2 separate regions of the Macaca mulatta genome follow, and region 2 is linked to region 1. Evidence: chromatin contacts called from public Hi-C data. All regions are on one chromosome and are shown on one strand. Each heading gives the region's core, a stretch centred on a gene start, on an enhancer-like site or on the middle of the called end of the contact. The rest is flanking DNA. Distances are from core to core; before and after follow the strand shown.

Region 1 (6,597 bases), core at 1,840-4,339:
ACTAGGGGTAGGATAATGTTCATGTTTTGGGGGATCTGGGATCCTCGTAGCTGGTAACAGGCGCTCCACAAACTGATATTCATCCACAGACTCCACAAAGCTGGGGTAATCTGGAGGGCCCTGGGTCTGGCTCTGAAGCAAAACAAAAATTCCATTTCTCCATTAGCCTACACAACACAGGATGGCATAAGTTCAGTAAGTAGAGAATGGAAACATTACAGGCAGAGAGAATGGCATGAATAAAAGGCTGGGCGATCGGTGTGAAAGCTATCAGAATCAAAATGGAGTGAGTCACTTGGGTTAAAAATCCCAACAAACAAAGCTAGGGAGGGCCATGAAGAGAGAGTTCTTGGCCGGGCGTGGTGGCTCATGCCTGTAATCCCAGCTCTCAGGGAGGCAGAGGTGGGAGGATGGCTTGAGCCCAGGAGTTCGAGACCTGCCTGGGTAATATAGCGAGACCCCGTTCTCCACAAAAAGGAAAAAAAAAAAAAAAAGACAAAAAAAAAAAAAAAGAGTTCTTGTGCACAAATACTTAATAACAAGAACTATCACAAAAGACTGCAAAAACCACAGACTTGCACAAAGGCCACTGCAACCTTACACAAAAAAGTATTTCTGGCTGGGCACGGTGGCTCACGTCTGTAATCCCAGCACTTTGGGAGGCCGAGGCAGGTGGATCACCTGAAGTCAGGAGTTCAACACCAGCCTGGCCAACATGGCGAAACCCCATCTCTACTAAAAATACAAAAATTGGCCGGGCGCGGTGGCTCAAGCCTGTAATCCCAGCACTTTGGGAGGCCGAGGCGGGTGGATCACGAGGTCAGGAGATCGAGACCATCCTGGCTAACATGGTGAAACCCCGTCTCTACTAAAAATACAAAAAACTAGCCGGGCGTGGTGGCGGGCGCCTGTAGTCCCAGCTACTCGGAGGCTGAGGCGGGAGAATGGCGTGAACCCGGGAGGCGGAGCTTGCAGTGAGCCGAGATCACGCCACTGCACTCCAGCCTGGGCGACACAGCGAGACTCCGTCTCAAAAAAAAAAAAAAGGCCGGGCGCGGTGGCTCAAGCCTGTAATCCCAGCACTTTGGGAGGCCGAGGCGGGTGGATCACGAGGTCAGGAGATCGAGACTATCCTGGCTAACACCGTGAAACCCCGTCTCTACTAAAAATACAAAAAAAAAAATTAGCCGGGCGTGGTAGCGGGCGCCTGTAGTCCCAGCTACTTGGGAGGCTGAGTCGGGAGAATGGCGTGAACCCAGGGGGCGGAGCTTGCAGTGAGCTGAGATCGCGCCACTGCACTCCAGCCTGGGAGATACAGCGAGACTCCGTCTCAAAAAAAAAAAAAAAAAAAAATTAGCCAGGTATGGTAGTGCATGCCTGTAATCCCAGCTACTTGGGAGGCTGAGGCAGGAGAATTGCTTGAACACAGGGGGCAGCGGTTGCAGTGAACTGGTATCATGCTACTGCACTGCAGCCTGGGTGACAGAGCAACAAGACTCTCTCAAAAAACAAAAATAAACAAACAAAAATTTCTGCAGGGCCATCTGTCCAACAACTGCCTGTCCAATCTTGAACTGGCACCACCCTTGTTATTCATCCTTGTAGCCAAGGATAACTATCTCAATACAATTATGTAATATTCTTTTTTCCTTTCCTTTATTTTTTTTTGGGGGGGGACGGAGTCTCACTCTGTCACCTAGGCTGGAGTGCAGTGGCGTGATCTCGGCTCACTGCAACCTCCGCCTCCCAAGTTCAAGTTAAGTCTCCTGCCTCAGCCTCCCAAGTAGCTGGGACTACAGGCACACGCCATCACACCCGGCTAATTTTTGTATTTTTTGTAGAGACGGGTTTCACCATGTTGGCCAGGCTAGTCTCAAACTCCTGACTCCAGGTGATCTATCCGCCTTGGCCTCCCAAAGTGCTGGGATTACAGGCGTGAGCCACCGTGCCTGGCCCATTTTTCCGTTAAAAACCTTTGTCTTCTTTTACCTCCCTGATAAGCACATAGTATACACCCATTTCCGAATAAATATCATTTTCTTTTAGAGTCCGTTATTTAAGTTGACATAAGATAGCACCAGTCTTTGGTTTTCCATGGTGCAGGGTACAGACGGGATGGAAAGGAGGCTCATATACTCTGAATGGTCTACCTCTCTTAGGATTTCGGTGGGATTCAAAAGAGTATGTGTAGACTTCTGAAAAGTCAATCAAGTCTTTAGAAACTTAAGGCTTAACTTTCTGCCTCGGTTTTAGGAATAGATATTATTATTACATTGGCAGCGTAACCTTGTTTGTACCTTCATGATTGCCTGGCTGGCCTTGCTCACCTAATCACATCTGTGATTGGATATAGTGGTGTTTAATCTTATGATTGCCTTAACAATTAAGGCAATCAGCCGGGCGCGGTGGCTCACGCCTGTAATCCCAGCACTTCGGGAGGCCGAGGCGGGCGGATCTCGAGGTCAGGAGATCGAGACCATCCTGGCTAACACGGTGAAACCCATCTCTACTAAAAATACAAAAAAATTAGCCTAGCGTGGTGGCGGGCGCCTGTAGTCCCAGCTACTCAGGAGGTTGAGGCAGGAGGATGGCGTGAACCCGGGAGGCGGAGCTGGCAGTAAGCCGAGATCGCGCCACTGCACTCCAGCCTGCGCAACAGAACGAGACTCTGTCTCAAAAAAAAAAAAAAGAAAAAAAGAATTAAGGCAATCATAATTCCCTACGCACACTCATGCTAGGATCCCGCCCCTTATCTGAAACGTTTTGGCTTACATAGACACTGCCAGGCACTGTGTTAAGTGCTCCCAAAGAGCACCGCAGTCTACCACTTTCTCGTTTCTGTATCTACACTCGATCGGGAGACAAGCTCTTCCGATCGAAAACGACAAAACTAAGGCCCCAAGTAGGAATGCCTTAGTTTTCGGGGTTAACAATGATTAACACTGAGCCTCACACCCACGCGATGCCCTCAGCTCCTCGCTCAGCGCTCTCACCAACAGCCGTAGCCCGCAGCCCCGCTGGACACCGGTTCTCCATCCCCGAAGCGCAGCCCGGAACATGGTAACGGCCATCTTGACCTCGTACGCCAGCCGTCTGTGCACGCAACGGTCTGGTTCCGCCCCCTCCTGCGCGCGCTGCCTGCCCCTGGCAGGCTCGCCTGTGCGAGCGTAAAGGGGCGGAGCTAGGGTCGCCTTGGGCGGTACAAATATCAGAGACCCGCGCGGTCGCTCAGTAGTGACGTGATACGCAGCTCGCGGTCAGTACAGACGCGCCCTCGCTTCTTCCTCTTTCTCGACTCCATCTTCGCGGTAGCGGCAGCTGGGACCGCGGTTCAGGTAAGAATAGGGCCTTGGCTGGATCCGAAGGGCTTGTAGCAGATTGGCTGCGGGATCAGAGGGCGCGGGGGAAACTGAAGAACCAGGCCGGCTCTGTGGCCCTGCTCCAGTCCCTATCCGAATTCTTCGGGAGGCCTGGCCTTCCCCACGTGAGCCGCCGCGACCACCTCCATCCCATCGCTATCGTTTCTGGACCACTTTCCATTCCCAAACCTCCTTTATCCCAGAGCATTTCTTCGCTTCTCTTACAAGCCGTATTTCTTTACTCAGTCGTCAACATGCAGCTTTTTGTCCGCGCCCAGGAGCTACACACCCTCGAGGTGACCGGCCAGGAAACGGTCGCCCAAATCAAGGTAAGGCTGCTTGGTGCGCCCTGGGTTCCATTTTCTTGTGCTCTTCACCCTCGCGGCCCGAGGGAACACTTACGAGCCTTATCTTTCCCTGTAGGCTCATGTAGCTTCACTGGAGGGCATTGCCCCGGAAGATCAAGTCGTGCTCCTGGCAGGCACCCCCTTGGAGGATGAGGCCACTCTGGGCCAGTGCGGGGTGGAGGCCCTGACTACCCTGGAAGTAGCAGGCCGCATGCTTGGAGGTGAGTGAGAGAAGAATGTTTTTTGAACTACTGGTAAGCGTCTAGTGGGTAGGGGGTGCATAGTCCTGGCAGCTGAGTGTCACACCTATGGTAATAGAGTACTTCTCACTGCCCTCAGTTCAGAGTGATTCTTCCTGTTTACATCCCTCATGTTGAACACAGACGTCCATGGGAGACTGAGCCAGAGTGTAGTTGTGTTTCAGTCACATCACGAGATCCGAGTCTGGTTATCAGCTTCCCCACTAAAATTAGGTCAGACCGGGGCCCCCAAAGTGCTCTAGAAAGTTAGAAGCTGGAAAATCCTGAAATGAAACTTAAGATTTCAAGGTCAGATATCTGCAGCTTTGTTCTCATTACCTGTTGGGCCCAGCTTCTCTTTAAAGGCTTGAATTGAGGAAAGAGGGGTTCTGCTGGGTGGCACCTTCTTGCTCTTACCTGCTGGTTCCTTCCTTTCCCATTACAGGTAAAGTCCATGGTTCCCTGGCCCGTGCTGGGAAAGTGAGAGGTCAGACTCCTAAGGTGAGTGAGAGTATTAGTGGTCATGGTGTTTGGACTTTGTCTTTTCCTGTCACAGCTAAATCAAGTCCCTGGGTTCTTACCCGGTTTGCCTTCTCCCTCCCTGGAGATGAGCCTGAGGGAAAGGATGCTAGGTGTGGAAGACAGAAACCAGGGCCTGATTAACCCTCCCTTCTTCAGGTGGCCAAACAGGAGAAGAAGAAGAAGAAGACCGGTCGGGCTAAGCGCCGGATGCAGTACAACCGGCGCTTTGTCAACGTTGTGCCCACCTTTGGCAAGAAGAAGGGCCCCAATGCCAATTCTTAAGTCCTTTGTAATTGCGGCTTTCTCTAATAAAAAAGCCACTTAGTTCAGTCATCGCATTGCTTCATCTTTATTTGCAAGGCCTCGGGGAGAGGTTGGTGCTGTGTCCCCTGTAAGAACAGTGAGGCAGAAAAGCCGTTGGTATAGGGGAAGAAATGGTAAACTGCAAGAGGAATTTTCTGTGAAGAAACAGTAGCCACAGATCCTGGGGCTTCAGGTGTAGAATTGGAGTTATTCCCTATCCTAAGTAACTTGATCAGTCCCCTCAAGTCATTCTTTTTCATCTTCTAAACAGAGAAGGTAGCAGGAATCATTGTGGTGAGACGTTTGTTATGGAGGCAGCAGTGGGAGGGATGGGTGGGGGAAGAGGTTTGTATAGAAGGTGAACCTGGTCATTCCCTGAACTTGATACCAACTGTGGCCTTAGAGTCCAGGGCAGGAATCTGGTCTGCCTCGGTTTTAGAAATAAATATTACGTTGGGTGCATGGTCTCGTTTGTACCTCTATGATTGCCTGGCTAGACTTGGTAACCTAATCACATCTGTGATTGGATATAGTGATGTTTTGGTGTTCCCAAAAGTTGGATTATCTCTGGGGCTGATTCAGGGTTGCCTTCTAGCAACTGAGCCTCCCAGCACTTCTGAACCCCACTTACTCATTCAGCTAAAGTTTCTGGACCTGCCAGTTCTTGGGAAATAGCATCCAACAGGGTAAAACCCTTGGGCTGTGGACTTTGAATGCCTGAGTTTGGACCTTTTTTTTCCTAATCCATTTACTGGGTGGCTGGCCTTTGAACTAACTACTAATTTAATCTCTGCCATCTCCAGAGCTGCTGTGAAGGTTAAAGGATGTAGTGTGTGAATCTTGGCTATTTTCGTCTCGTGGTGTTAAAGACATGCTTTCTGCTTTCTAGCAGTTTAGAAAGGGGGAGGATGTGGACAGATACAATAGCATCCCAGAGAGGGCCTCTTTTTTGTTTTTCTTTTTTCTTTATCTTTTATTGAGACGGAGTCTCCAACCTCCTGGGTTCGCACCATTCTTCTGCCTCAGCCCCCAGAGTAGCTGGGACTACAGGCATGTGCCACCACGCTTAGCTAATTTTTTGTATTTTTAGTAGAGATGGGTTTTCCCTATGTTGGCCGGGATGGTCTCGATCTCTTGACATTGTGATCACCCGCCTTGGCCTCCCAAAGTGCTGGGATTACAGGTGTGAGCCACAGCACCCGGCCTTTTTTCTTTTTGAGTCAAGGTCTCTCATCCAGGCTGGAGTGCAGTCGCATAGTCATGGCTCACTGCAGCCTCCAAGTCCTGGGCCCAGGTGATCCTACTCAGCCTCCCAAGTAGCTGAGGACTGCAGGCATGCACCACCACTCCTGGCTAAGTTTTTGTACTTCTTGCAGAGACGGGGTTTTGTTGCTGTGTTGCCCAGGCTGGTCTTGAACTGGGCTCAAGTGATCCGCCCACCTTGGCCTCCCAAAGTACTGAGAGTACAGGTGTCAGCCACTGTGCCCAACTGAGAGGTCGTGTTTAAATGACATGTGTGAGACCTGAGATGAATAAATCAAGTGATCAGGTAGGGGAATATTTTAAGCCAAGAGGACTGTATGAAGATGGGGAAGAGGTGATGTCTAGGGGTGGGAGCAGATCCTGCAAGGCCTTGTCAGCCATGGAGAGAAGTTTAGGTTTGAGTCCAAATGCAATGGAGGGTCGCAGAAGGGTTTTGAGTAAGAGAAGGATCTGATCTGACTTGTGATCTAATTTATCTGGCAGGTTTTTCTGGAGGGCTGGCAAGAAAGGAAAAACACAATGTGTTGTCATCCACGTGAGGGGTCAGGAAGCTTAGACCACCAG
Region 2 (6,652 bases), core at 1,506-4,005, 220 kb after region 1:
GCATTCATGACTTCACTGCAATTTCAAACTCCTGGGCTCAAATGACCACATGTACGCACCACCACGCCTGGCTAATCTTTTGAAACTTTTTTTTTTTTTGTAGACACAGGGATTCAGCTATGTTGCTCAGGCTGGTCTCAAACTCCTGGGCTCAAGCAATCCTGCCTCAGCCTCCCAAAGTGCTGGGATTACAGGAGTGAGCAACCCAACCCGGTCTATTATTATTAATGCAATAATCAGTTGGTGAGCACAGTACTGCCCCCGGCCTGCCATGGAAGAAGGCAGAGCTCTCGATTCCTTCCACAAGCACTTTCTTTTTCTTTTGAGACGGAGAGTGCAGTAGCACAAACTCTCGGCTCACTGCAAGCTCCACCTCCCAGGTTTACACCATTCTCCTGCCTCAGCCTCCCTGGTAGCTGGGACTACAGGCGCCCGCCATCACGCTCGGCTAATTTTTTTTTTTTTTTTTTTTTTTTTTTGAGACGGAGTCTCGCTCTGTCGCCCAGGCTGGAGTGCAGTGGCTGGATCTCAGCTCACTGCAAGCTCCGCCTCCCGGGTTTACGCCATTCTCCTGCCTCAGCCTCCCGAGTAGCTGGGACTACAGGCGCCCGCCACCTCGCCCGGCTAGTTTTTTTGTATTTTTAGTAGAGACGGGGTTTCACCATGTTAGCCAGGATGGTCTCGATCTCCTGACCTTGTGATCCGCCCGTCTCGGCCTCCCAAAGTGCTGGGATTACAGGCTTGAGCCACGGCGCCCGGCCTTTTTTTTGTATTTTTTAGTAGAGACGGGGTTTCACCGTGTTAGCCAGGATGGTCTCGATCTCCTGACCTCGTGATCCGCCCGCCTTAGCCTCCCAAAGTGCTGGGATTACAGGCTTGAGCCACTGCGCCCGGCCCATAAGCACTTTCTGAATTGCTGTCCTATCAGCCTGCCTCCCTGAATGGAGCCTGTTCCTTCCTGGTAATGAACTGTCTCCACCTACTAACTCAAGCCCAGTTACAGAGGATAAAACTGAGGGTCACAAGAGGAGAAGAAACCACCCATGGGTGGGACTGGAATACAGGTCCCTGCCCCGTGGGCCAGGGTGGTTGCCCTTGCTTCAGGCTGAGTTTTGGCATTAGAATTTAAGAGTCCAGCTCCCAAGTAAGATTAAAATGGAAACACAGGCTAGGCGGGGTAGCTCACACCCGTAATCCCAGCTACTCAGGAATCCTTTGAACCCAGGAGGCAGAGGTTGCGTGAGCCGAGACTGTACCACTGCACTCCAGCCTGGGCAACAGAGCAAGACTCCGTCTCAAAATAAATACATAAATAAATGAAAATAAAATAGAAACATAGGCTGGGCGCGGTGGCTCATGCCTGTAATCCCAACACTTTGGGAGGCCAAGGCGGGCTGATCACCTAAGGTCAGGAGTTCGAGACCAGCCTGACCAACACGGTAATTAGCCGGGTGTGGTGGCTCACACCTGTAATCCCAGCTACTCCGGGAGGCCGAGGCAGGAGAATAATTTGAACCCAGGAGGCAGAGGTTGCAGTGAGCCAAGATTGTGCCACTGAACTCCAGCCTGGGTGACAGAGCAAGACTCCGTCTCAAAAAGAAAAGAAAAGAAACATAATTATCTATGGCTGTTCCTGAAGTTGCCCATGATGTAAGAGGTTTTGTGTGGCCGCCCCCTACAGAGCAATGGTTGGCAAACTTTTTCTGTGAAGGGCCAGAAAACAAATATTTTAGGCTTTGCAGGCCTCTGTCTCAAGTACTGAATTCTGCTCTTGTAGCAAGAAAGCAACCCTGGACAGAACTTGCGCAAATGAGCATGGCTGTGTGACACCAAAACATTATTTATAAACACTGGAATGTGAATTCCATATGATTTTCATATGCCATGAAATGTTCATTCTTCTTTTGATTTTTTCCCTAACCTTTTAAAAAACATAAAAACCATACTTAGCTCACAAGCTGTACAAAAACAATGCCCCCCTGCTTAAAGGAGGCAGAATCCATTCTTTGATTTTAGGACTAGAGATATGAAAAGCTATTATTATTCCAGAGAGGTGCCTAAGGCCTGATTCACGGCAGAGAGAAGGGAGGGTCAGTTAATCTCCCGCTGAGCATTCCGGGGTGAGGAGGGAAAAAAAGACCTTCCTTGGTGATGGACTCAGAACCTTTATTTTTGTTTGTTTTTGAGGCAGGGTCTCTCTTGTGTCTAAATCTCTTTTCTTACCTGTAAAGCGGTGGCAATAATCCCTACCTTGAACGATTGTTAAGAGGGCTCAATGAGATAAAGGGTGGTAAAGGATTTTGCAAAATGCAAATGTTTACCCACTTAATTGTTTCCACAGATGCGCGCTTAAGATCGCGCACTGAGTTTATTCCTCTGGGGAAGGCTTCTGCGAAGTTTGCTGGGACACTGTACCTTTAAATCCTCCCCAACCACTTAAAGTGGTTGGACGAATCAGCACATGCGCATTCCTTTGCGGGGCCGGCACCTGGAGCAACAGCCTTCCCAGAGCCTGTAGAAGGAAGGTTAAAGGTCCGCCCACACAGTACTTTACGCAAGCGTAAATCATGATTGAGGGCATTATATCATGCAGAGAGCCCAGTCCCTTTTTCGCGCCCGAAGGCTCCGCCCCGCGCAGCCAATCAGTAGGCCTCACCCTTTGCAATAGCCAATGACAGTGAGCGTAGGGGCGTGGCTGGGCGTCCGGGGGCGCGGCCTGGCGCCTAGAGAAGCGGCGGGGCGAGCCGGGGGCTCTAGTGAACAGCAGAGCCGGACGGGGATCGCCGGCGGGCGGCAAGCGGAGGCGGCCCGGCCCCGGCGGTCTCCGAGATGTCACGATGGCTGTGGCCATGGTCAAACTGTGTGAAAGAGCGGGTCTGCCGCTACTTGCTGCACCACTACTTAGGTCACTTCTTCCAAGAGCACCTCAGCCTGGACCAGCTCAGCCTCGATCTGTACAAGGGCAGCGTTGCCCTGCGAGACATCCACCTGGAAATCTGGGTGAGAAGCCAGGCCCGAGGCCAGGAAGGTGCGGAGGGCGGGAGCGCAGCGACCTGAGGCTCCCTGCGGAAAGATCGGGCCGGGGGGATCAGGCACCGGGCGTAGAGAGGCCAGGGGAATCTTGCCCTCTCCAGGCGTCAGAGGCACCCCGGCTGGCTGCTTCAGTTCCTTACCAGAGCCAGAAACTGAGCGGGAAGGGGTTTCCATCTCCACAGGAGGAGAAACTGAGGCTGGAGAGGGCAAGATCACCTGTCTGGAGAATGCAAGACAAACTCGTCGAGTTTGGGGGCTGAGTTAAGGAGGGTGGCCGAGGAGGGGCTGGGGAGGTAGCATAGGAACCGAGCTGGGCCAGGGCAGTGACAGACTTGGGCCTGTGCAGCTGGTCGGGGAAGCTGGTAGGAGTCCGGAGCCCTGGCGAGGACACCTGTGGATCATGTGCCCTGACCTCTTGACCCCACGGTCCTGGGCCCGTAGGTGGGATCAACAAACCACTGGATGTGTATGTCAACAACCGCGTCAGCACCAGTGTTGATCAACACCTTGTGTGCCTGGGTCGCTGCCTACTTCCTGTTTTTGGGAGAGTGGGATGGGCTAAGTGGGTGTCTAGGGAGGGACTGGATGGCCCCCACCCACATCTCCCACCCACCCACCGGGGTCAGTGTCCCTGCCTCGAGGGGGGCCCTCGAGGAAAGGTCGGGAGATCTGGCTTCAAGCCTGGAGGAGGCCAAGGGAGATGCCAGGGAGGCCAAGAGGTGTGAGGTCTGGGTCAGAGACTTGAGGCTGGGAATGGTAAGGAGCCCTGACTCACAGCTCAGCTGACCTGGGGAGCTTTGAAGGAGCCACCAATTAGAGGCACGTCCTGGTCAATCCACCAGGTCCAGAGCAGCAGGGGTGGGCATGGAGGCAGGGACTTCTCAGTTTTGTGGCTGGACTCAGGGGTCTGCTAATCTGGATGGAAGAGCTAGGCTTTGGGGGTAGGCCAGGCCCTGGTGAGCAAATGTGGGGTAGGATAACCCTCGGCCCTGAACTGGGGGCACCTCCCAGTGGCCTGCTGTCTGTGAATTATGGTGTAGGAAGCCCTCTCTGACCTGTAACCTTAGCCTCTAAGGCTGGCCTGAAAGACGGCCCAGACTTCTAGGCTGCCCCTTTTTTATTTTATTTTTATAGAGACAGGATTTCGCTATGTTGCCCAGGCTAGTCTTGAACTCCTGAAGCGATCCTCCCACCTCAGCCTCCCAAAGTGCTGAGATTACAGGCGTGAACCACCATACCCAGCCCTAGGCTTCCCCTTTTTACTTTCAGCTCCAGAAAACGCCCCTACTCGTGTTCCCTGCCCTCTTGCTGGGGGTCGAATTGGCTTCTCTAGGGCCCTGGTGGAATGCATGTGCTTTCTTGATAACCAGCCTCTCCTCCCAGCTCAGCCTGCAGACCCCACCTTGAAGGCCCCCAAAGAAGCTGAGTGCCTAGGACCTCTGAAGTGGCCTGAAGAGAGAGAGGCCCGGATCCCAGTCTCAGTCCCTGTTGTTTACTGGGTGACTAGATTAGTCCTGTCTCTAGGCCTCAGTTTCCCGAGCTGTGGGTCTCTGGGTGAGGAATTTGGACTCCATCTGCTCTGCCATGTGCTTTTTTATTCTTGGATCCGACCAGTTTACTGAGGCCCTTTCTGGGTGGCACCTGGGGTCACGGGGGAAGCAGGTGGGGTACAGCCTTCAAGGAGCTTCCAGGTTGGCAGGGGTACAACTCCAGCATGGACATTTTAGCCAGGGGCTCAGCCTTGTGCCTCACAGAGAGGTACAGCTACACTAGGTGTTTGGGGTTGAGGGGGGGTCCCATCTGGCATCAGGTCAACCCCTCTCTCCTGGACACTGTCCCTTTGAACTCTCCTCACCCAGGGTGAACATGGGTTTTCCAGACTCTGCCAGACATGTACCCATGTTGTCCTGTGCCTGCAACACACCACCTTCTACCAGCGCCTACCCCCCTCCCTTTATTCTTCAGCTTGCCCCTCCTCTGACAGACCAGGCTGGGTTAGGCGTCTTCCCCATGGCCCCCTCACCAACCCCCAGCACCTGCTCACCTCTCAGTTTCATCCTAGTTGCTCTGAGTCCCTGGCTGGAGCCTAGCTTGGCTGGGGAATGAAGACATTTTATTTACCCATCTAGTCTCAATGTCAGCATGTAGAAAGTACTCAGTAAATATTATCTTGAATTAAGTGGTGAGGGAAACATTTGCTCTGGCTTGAGGGATTAGGCATCTTTGGGTGATAGGGTGGGGGGGCTGGCCTGTAGCAGGGGACAGCATGAGCATAGGTAGGACCTTGTAGATAACACGTGGAGGGACGGGGCAAGCCAAGGGTGCTCTCCAAGGCACCATGGCCAGGTAAGCCTGTGCCAGCTGTGGGATTTGGGGTTTCCCTGAGCTGGTTTTGTCCCTTGCTTGCTCCCAGTCTGTGAACGAGGTGCTGGAGTCGATGGAGTCACCGCTGGAGCTGGTGGAAGGCTTCGTGGGCTCCATCGAGGTGGCCGTGCCTTGGGCTGCTCTGCTCACCGACCACTGCACAGTGCGCGTGTCCGGCCTCCAGCTCACCTTGCAGCCCCGCCGGGGTCCAGGTGAGGGCAGGGCAGGCTGGGGGCAGGCAAGTGGGGAGGGCCAGGGTGTCTAGGACCTGACTGAGCCAGCCTGCCTTGAGACCCTGTTTCTCCCTACAGTGCCAGGGGCTGCCGACTCACAGAGCTGGGCCTCATGCATGACCACAAGCCTGCAGCTGGCCCAGGAGTGTCTGCGGGACGGGCTACCAGAGCCCTCTGAGCCACCACAGCCCCTGGAGGGGCTGGAGATGTTTGCCCAGACCATTGAGACTGGTGAGCAGGCCCCTCCTGGCCGCCCTGTCCCCTGCCCCTCCATGGCACACAGGACAAGGGCTCCAGACAGCGGCATGGCCACCTGGTGCCCACATGGGAAATTTTGCCTCCCTTTTGCTGCTCCACTTGACCTGAGACCCCTCCCCGACTCCTCAGTGCTTCGGAGGATCAAAGTGACCTTCCTGGACACTGTCGTGAGGGTGGAGCACTCTCCGGGTGATGGGGAACGTGGTGTGGCCGTGGAGGTCCGTGTGCAGAGGTAAGGGCAGGGTGATCTGGGGTGGACTGGTGTGAAGAGGGGGAGTGGGAGCTGCTGAATGGTCCCCACCCACAGCCTAGGTTCCTGGGAAGAGGCAGGGTGGGTCTGGGTGGGCCTCGGTGGTGGTAGGGCTGGGGAGGTGGGCTGTATCGTGAGCCTGGACTGGTGTCCAGAGGCCGGGTGATACAGGCCCAGAGTGGCCGAGGCCCCAAGAACCAAGTTAGATGCTGAGGGTCTGAGGAGCAAGGGCTGGCCTGAGCCTCTGAGCTGGACATGGCGGTTCAGGGCGGCCTGGGTAAGATGGGGCAGTTCTGCAGGCCAGGCTCCCTGACCCCGTGCCCCTAGAACAGAGCACTGTGTGGAGAGAGGGGCTCCAGGCCTGGGGTGGCCAGGGCACGGGCTGACCCTACACTCTCCAGACTGGAGTACTGTGACGAGGCAGTGCGGGACCCGAGCCAGGCGCCGCCGGTGGACGTGCATCAGCCGCCTGCCTTCCTGCACAAGCTGCTGCAGCTGGCAGGGGTCCGCCTGC

What was found. Hi-C and Micro-C count contacts between places; a contact is called where the count stands out from the background.
Region 2: a contact with region 1 is called in a Hi-C map of liver, with 2.2 times the contacts expected there. The contact joins the promoter of ATG2A here to the promoter of MRPL49 in region 1. A contact is called at or near these places in 2 of 14 Hi-C or Micro-C datasets (fetal cortex germinal zone and liver).

The regions. Positions count from the first base shown.
Region 1 is chr14:9,253,790-9,260,386 of T2T-MMU8v2.0, forward strand. MRPL49 (mitochondrial ribosomal protein L49) reads right to left here and starts at 3,090. Exons shown (of 4, transcript NM_001266995.2): 1 at 2,994-3,090; 2 at 1-132. The coding sequence starts at 3,071. FAU (FAU ubiquitin like and ribosomal protein S30 fusion) reads left to right here. Exons shown (of 6, transcript NM_001194638.2): 2 at 3,313-3,335; 3 at 3,606-3,688; 4 at 3,783-3,927; 5 at 4,391-4,446; 6 at 4,624-4,808. The coding sequence starts at 3,614. The coding sequence ends at 4,749.
Region 2 is chr14:9,472,373-9,479,024 of T2T-MMU8v2.0, forward strand. It overlaps ATG2A (autophagy related 2A), which reads left to right and starts at 2,756. Exons shown (of 41, transcript XR_013403549.1): 1 at 2,756-3,000; 2 at 5,447-5,609; 3 at 5,709-5,861; 4 at 6,018-6,120; 5 at 6,540-6,652.